Linked DNA regions of Sus scrofa: region 2 is linked to region 1. The links are chromatin contacts, called in public Hi-C maps. All regions are on one chromosome and are shown on one strand. Each heading gives the region's core, a stretch centred on a gene start, on an enhancer-like site or on the middle of the called end of the contact. The rest is flanking DNA. Distances are from core to core; before and after follow the strand shown. Region 1 overlaps NEK5 (serine/threonine-protein kinase Nek5). Region 2 overlaps LOC110255752 (a long non-coding RNA gene).

Region 1 (3,341 bases), core at 195-2,694:
CCGTGTTGTCACTGCAGCAGCGTGGGTGCTGCTGTAGCTCAGGTTCGATCCCTGGCCTAGGAACTTCCACATGCCTTGGGTGTAGCCAAAAAAACCCTGGGGAATAGGGAGTTGGTTCTTTGGGACATGAGTCTACCTTCTCCCCAGGATTGCTGGCTTCCTCACTAAAGCTATCTTTCCTTTTACCCAATGCTTATCTCTCTGTATGGGATTCATGAGCTATGAGCAGTCAAATCTGAGGTTGGGAACACCCTGAATTCCATGGAGGCAAAACAGGTGAGTCTATTGGACATCTGCAGGCACCACAGCTACATCCCGGGAGAGGGGCATTGTGCTTGCAAACCTGACTGCTTTGACGGTGAGCCGTCCACGAGCCTGCCCTCGGTTAGGGTTTTGCATTCTTGGCATATCCAGCAAGAATGTTCAGAGATGCTCACGGCCCGTAGCTGACTGCCTTTCCCACGGCCTCCTGGCTGGTCCTTTCACACATCAGGCCTTTGCAGTGGCTGTTCCCCTTGCCTGGAAGGCTCTTCTCCAGATGTAAGCAGGACTCTTTAAATGTTGGCTCAAACGGCACCTTCAAAGCCAGACCACCCGTCCTGACTGGCCTGTTCAACACTGTTCCCTTCATTCTGCCTCAGTCTATTTTATTTTCCCGCAACACTTACCACCTTCTAACCGGCCACATCACATACTTAAGAATAAAGTTTCCATTTATTGTCTGTCTCTTCCCATGCTTGCCCGCCCCCCCCAACCCCGGAATATAAACTCCACAGTTGCACAGCAGGCTGAATTCTCAGCTGGCTCTGGTGCACCCCCTGTATACTCCCCTTGAGCGAAAGCGTTCCCTGTCCATGGGGAACATGGTTAGTTAGGATACATAGCAGCGGGGATGTGCTGGTATAATTAAAGTGACTAAACAGCTGACTTTGAGTTACTAGAAAAAGAAATTATACAAATGGCCTTGACCTAATCACAAGAGCCACTTAAATCTAGGTCTCAGCTCAGAAACAGAAGTGAGCAAGTCCACACTGGAGGGGCCTAGGGTGGGGGCCCCGTGGCAGGGAGGGGAGGCTGGCTTCCAGACCCAGAGGACCACCCTTGGTCACCCGCCAGCAAGAAAGCAGGCCCCTGAGCCCTACAATCACCGTAAGTGAGATGTGCCAACAACATGCATAAGCCTGGAAGGGGACGCAGGGCCTCAGATAAGGCAGCAGGCCCAGCGGATACCTTGATTTCAACCATGTGAGAGCCTGCGCACAGAAGCCAGCCAAGCCAAGTCCAGGCTTCCCATCTTAGAGGAACAGGGAGATGGCAGGTGGGTTTCTACTTTCTACAGATAAACATTTCATGACCTAGAGCCGGGATTCTTCTGTTCAGAAATGAGCCGTGTGAGGATAAACAAAGGCTTCACCACCCCCTTTACAGGCAGGTGTGGCAAGGACCCCTGCGGCTTTCAGCTAAGCTCCGTGTTTCAAGTCTCAACAATCTGCCAGGAGCACTCAAAGGCATCACAATAGCTCTAGTTTTCCAAAACACAGGGGTGCCCTACTTAAAAAAATTTTTAAAGGCCATCATAAGAAAGTTTAAGCTTACACCATAAACAAGCTCAGTGGAGGTTCTTTACACTGTTTTAAAAATAAAAAGCTCTCATTTTATAATGGTATTCAGTATAAACAGTCCTCAACGGTCCATTTTGCATCCTCCGTTCTACTCAATGGGCCAGCAGCCCAGGCATTCAGTCCCCAACCATGTGTGAGCACCCGCTCGGTGCTCGGTGCTGAGGAGCAGGCGGCGAGCAAAGGAATTCGTTATAGCTTTATTATCTTAAAGAGAGACAAATATTACTTGCATAGACACACACACACAGAAGTGCTGGCGCGTCCAGTAAAGGGGTCTGTAACTTGCACTGTGAGTTCGGAAGAGGCCTGACCATGAGCAGGACTTACCAGACGGAGGTGAGCACAGAATAACCCACAGAATGTGGAAGATGGTCTTGCGGTGTCCTCGTTAGGAATCCACGAGCAGCAACGGAGGGCATTGCATTCAGAGGCTGCCCCTTAAAAGTTGCTCCACAGAACTCAGTTCCCTGCTCACGTGGGCTCTCAACTCCCAGGAAGAGCTGGGAGTGAGTGTCCTGAGAGCTCTTTTAGGAGTTCCCTTCGTGGCTCAGTTAACGAATCCGACTAGGAACCATGAGGTTGCAGGTTTAGTCTCTGGCCTCGCTCAGTGGGTTAAGGATCCGGCGTTGCTGTGAGCTGTGGTGTAGGTCACAGGTGTGGCTCGGATCTCGAGTTGCTGTGGCTGTGGTGTAGGCAGGCGGATACAGCTCTGATTAGACCCCTAGCCTAGGAACCTCCATGTGCTGGGGGTGTGGCCTTGAAAAAGACAAAAAAAGAAAAAAAGAGTGAGAGCTTTTTTAAAGACTGTACCCAGTTTCAGGAGTTCCCGTTGTGACTCAGCAAGTTAAGAACCCAACTAGTATCCATAAGGATGCACTTTCAATCCTTGGCCTTACTCAGTGGGTTAAGGGTCTGGCGTTGGTGTAGGTCGCAGATGTGGCTCAGATCTGGCATTGCTGTGGCTGTGGTGTAGGTTGCAGATCCAACTCCAATTCCACCCCTAGCTTAGGAACTTCCATATGCCACAGGTGTGGCCCAAAAAAGACAAAAAAAAAAAGCCTGTACCGAGTTTCAATTTGTAAGAAACACGGAGAGCTACTTTGAAGACAATGGTTTTGGTTTTTGGTTTCTGGCTGCACCTGCAGCATTCAGAAATTCCCAGGCCAGGAATTGAACCCAAACCACAGCAGGAATAACACCTATCCTTAACCACTAGGCCACCAGGGAACTCCATGCAATGGCTTTAATTTGTGAAAAAGACACAGTGCCCCACATAGTGTAAAAGCTCAAAAAGTAGCCTTTAAATTTTATGTACTGATTTTCACACGCCCGATAGTGCTTGAAGATATGTAGGTAACATTCCTGCTCCAAGAACTGCTTACGACCCATGAATCCAAGCACCCCCAGTGCTGGTGCTGGGTGCTGGATGGGGACCCTGCATGGTCGACTGTGGGTGTATACAGCCCTGTTGCAGCCTTTGCAACAGCTGACACGCTCTATGTGTTTGCAGTCTGTCTCTTCTCACTACAATGTAAGTAGGACAGGCACTACTGTATTCCTGGCCTCTGGAACAATGCATACAGTAAGCGCTCAATAAATGTTTGTTACGTGAATGAACAGTCTCTGAGTAATGTTCCTTCAATGGATTTTTATTTTATTTTTTACCTTTGAGGTCGAGTGATGGACGAAGGCAGAGGAAATGTGAGATGGCATGGGTTG
Region 2 (3,532 bases), core at 313-2,812, 760 kb before region 1:
TGATTTGGGGTCCCTCTCAGTTGGGGTGTCTGTGGGGGAGGGTGGCGAGCCACTGAGGAGGCTTTTGTGATGGTGGAAGGGCTGATGGAGCCCTGGGTGCTGCTGGAACCCTGAGACCCTTAGACGGGGAGCTGTCACCTGGAAGACTATCGGTCTGCCACCGTCTAGTGCTCTCCGGGTGCGGCCACATGTTCACTTGTACAGAGCAGACTGTGGAGTCCATGGCTGATCTCTTTAGCCCCATGTAAGCCCAAGAGAAATGCAAGTACTCCCTACCCGCCTACCGGGCCTTCTGTAGATGAAGGAATTCTCCAATCCATCAGGTAGGAGGTACCCAAGTAGACTCAGCATTCCTAGGAAAGATTCTTTGCTTTGTGGCCGCATCCACGGCTTATGGAAGTTCCCAGGCCAGGGACTGAATCTGAGCTGCAGCTATGACAGCACTGGATCCTTAACCCACTGCACTGGGCCTGGGGTTGAACCTGTGCCTCCGCATGCCACTCCAGTTAGGTTCTCAACCCACTGGGCCACAGCAGGAACTCCTAGAAGAGATTTTTCAGAACAAAGAAAACTGTTGAGAGCTTCTCCCTCCTATGTCTTCAGAACACAACGATGACCAGTTCTTGGCAGTGATTCCAAGTCTGAATTCCAGGAGAGCAGCAGGAAGAGCTGAACAGGTCACCTCCTCCTCTGCGCCCAGGGCCACAGCACGCCACGTTCCGGGTCTGGACGGAAATGCCCCCTCATGATTGTAGGATTCAGCTTCTCTTTCATTCTCTGAAAATACAACTGATCAGATCCTATTAGAGGCATGAGAAAACAACACAAGAAATCACCATGAGTAAAAATGGATTCTCAAAGGAAACAGCTTTTGTCATGACTACTGTCACAACTGGGTTCAGGGAGGACATGAATTTAAAGATTTTTATATAACTACATTCTTCCAGCTTCTACTGAAGGCTCTTTTTTTTTTTTTTTGGTCTTTTTGCCATTTCTTGGGCAGCTCCTGGGGCATATGGAGGTTCCCAGGCTAGGGGTCGAATCGGAGCTGTAGCCACCGGCCTACGCCAGAGCCACAGCAACGTGGGATCCGAGCCTCGTCTGTGACCTACACCACAGCTCACGGCGACGCTAGATCTTTAACCCACTGAGCAAGGCCAGGGATGGAACCCACCACCTCATGGTTCCTAGTCAGATTCGATAACCACTACACCACGACGGGAACTCCTGAAGGCTCTTTTTCTCGTCTTGGGCATAGAGGCCGAGATACAGAAGAGCTTTAAAGGACCTAATTTCCCCGAGTGAATAACAGAGGCAAACGTTAATGGTAATGTCAGCACGACCAGTTCTTAACAGTTTCTATTTTAGGGGTGTGCTCACTGTTGTCCAGTTCTGTGCCTCAAACCAGGAGCAGTATGTTCATTCCAAAAAGAAGTCTGAAAAGCTTGGGGAAGCTGAAAAGTACTCCCCCACCCCCTCCCTCGACTCACACCCTCAACTCTCCATTTGTGGGTAAGTCTCCTCCTGCCACTGCCTCGGATGGTGGAGAAAACGGAGCTGCTTCCAAGGAAGATGAACAGCCCAGAGCTGGTCCCTTCTGGTTGGGAGCTGCCCTGCCTTATTTGAAACATGGATCTTACAAGTTGAGCATCTGAAAGAAACCAGCCAGGCTCCCTTAGGGTCGGCTTTGCCCAGTCCCTAGAACAAAAGCCAGAGCATTTTGGACAGGAGCAACCTAAACATGTATCAAGCAGTCCAAGAGATGGTCAGTTACACAAACACTTTCAGGCCAAACTGCCTGGCGGAGGGTGGCCGTGGGAAAGCTTTGGTGCCACCTAGTGGCCGCCATGCGGGAGGGCCAGCAACAGCTCTCTTCCCTGCAGAAGACTCCGCCCTGATCAACGCGCAGAGGCATTGCACCTCCACTAATTATTCTGTATTTGATTATTTTATTGCCACAACGTGCTGAGGCAACTGAAATAACGATGACATGAGACGATGCAAACAGAAAGAGAAAATCCAGGCTAAAGAAAAAAGAGCCTAGAAAAAACGCCAACCATGAAGGAAAATTGCTGCAGATGAATTTCCTAGAAGCCAAAGCAAAAAGGGAAATGTGACCAGCTTAGTGGTTCTCATTGATGATGAGAGAATCCAGTGACACTGTCTTTTTTTTTTTTCCCTCCCGCAGTTGACTTTTTTTTTTTTTTAATTTTCCCACTGTACAGCAAGGGGGTCAGATTATCTGTACATGTATACATTACAATTACATTTTTCCCCCACCCTTTCTTCTGTTGCAACATGAGTATCTAGACAAAGTTCTCAATGCTATTCAGCAGGATCTCCTTGTCAGTGACACTGTCTTATTTCATTGTAATTTAGCTTGCCTCAATGCCCCTTCTCAACAGAAACCAGGTTTTTCTTAGCACAGATGTCTAAAATTGCTTTCTCAGAAGGGGGTTTTCATAAGGGATTTTCTCTGTAGGGTAGGTGACCAATTTGGTCCAAGTCGGTAGCTTTCCTGATTGAAGGATGGCATTTCTAAGACCCGGAGGAGAAGACACGGCCACGTGCTTTGTAAAAGCTCCCTGAACATCTCCAGCTGTAGTGGGAAGAGGGAAATTTGGCCCTGGGCAGAAAGCATGCAAGCTGGCTTCCTCCAGTCCGTTGAGACCAGATCTGCAGAGTTTGGCAAGCAGAGGACAAGTGGTGAGGCAGGCACCCTCCTGGGAGACTCAGGCTCCCACCCACAGTCCTAGCCCACAGCTCCTAGAGGCCCCCTGCATCCCTGGCTACAGTCTGCAGGTCCAAAGCCAATCCAATTCTCTAACCTCACTCCCCACTGGTTAAAAAGGCTTCTGGCACTTCAAAGCCCTTCCAGAGAAGTCATAAATTCCCTCAGCCTACCCTCCACTGAGATTCCTGAAAACTGACAGGAATTCAGTTCCCTCCACTTGTTTCACTGATCTGAGTGGATTTATTTATTCAACAAGTATTTACTGAGTCCCACGATGGTTTAAAGAAACAGTGCAACATATAAAAACTACATAACATCTTCATTTCCACTCACATGCTGGTAAATTTGATATAATGCTCACTAACAATAATAATAAAGTTTAAAATCCAGGATGCACCAAGTACTGCATCGTTTGATCCCTGGGTCAAATGAGTTGATAAGCAAACCTCATAGAACAACTGCATGTCAGCCAAGGGGACCTGGGACTGAAGGGGAGAAACGTCATCTCATCCTCAGGGAACTAACCCTACTCCCAGCCCTCCAGCGACCGCTTTTCATAGAGTGCCAAGTACCTTTAAAGTACCTAGTAATTAAAACGATAAAAAGTATCATGGGAGTCCCTATTGTGGCTCAGCAGGAATGAACCCATGAGGATGTGGGTTCAATCCCTGGCCTCACTCAATGGGTTAAGGACCCGGCATTGCTGTGGCTGTGGTATAGGCCGGCAGCTGTAACTCTCATTTGACCCCCTTTTTTGTCTTTTTGCCATTTCTTTGGGCCGCTCCTGCGGCATATGGA

The links. A called contact is a pair of places that touch in the nucleus more often than the background predicts.
Region 2: a contact with region 1 is called in a Hi-C map of heart right ventricle, with 3 times the contacts expected there. The contact joins two enhancer-like sites. A contact is called at or near these places in 2 of 47 Hi-C or Micro-C datasets (embryonic fibroblasts and heart right ventricle).

Annotation. Positions count from the first base shown.
Region 1 is chr11:15,807,379-15,810,719 of Sscrofa11.1, reverse strand. The region is part of intron 3 of NEK5 (serine/threonine-protein kinase Nek5); the gene reads right to left. Among named protein-coding and RNA genes, the nearest start is that of NEK5, 10 kb to the right of the region's middle. Within about 2 kb of position 1,444, at least 3 of the 83 cell types and tissues checked have an H3K27ac peak or open chromatin away from gene starts, as enhancers often do.
Region 2 is chr11:16,568,446-16,571,977 of Sscrofa11.1, reverse strand. LOC110255752 (a long non-coding RNA gene) reads right to left here. Exons shown (of 4, transcript XR_002336540.1): 4 at 1-800. Among named protein-coding and RNA genes, the nearest start is that of SERPINE3, 70 kb to the right of the region's middle. Within about 2 kb of position 1,562, at least 11 of the 83 cell types and tissues checked have an H3K27ac peak or open chromatin away from gene starts, as enhancers often do.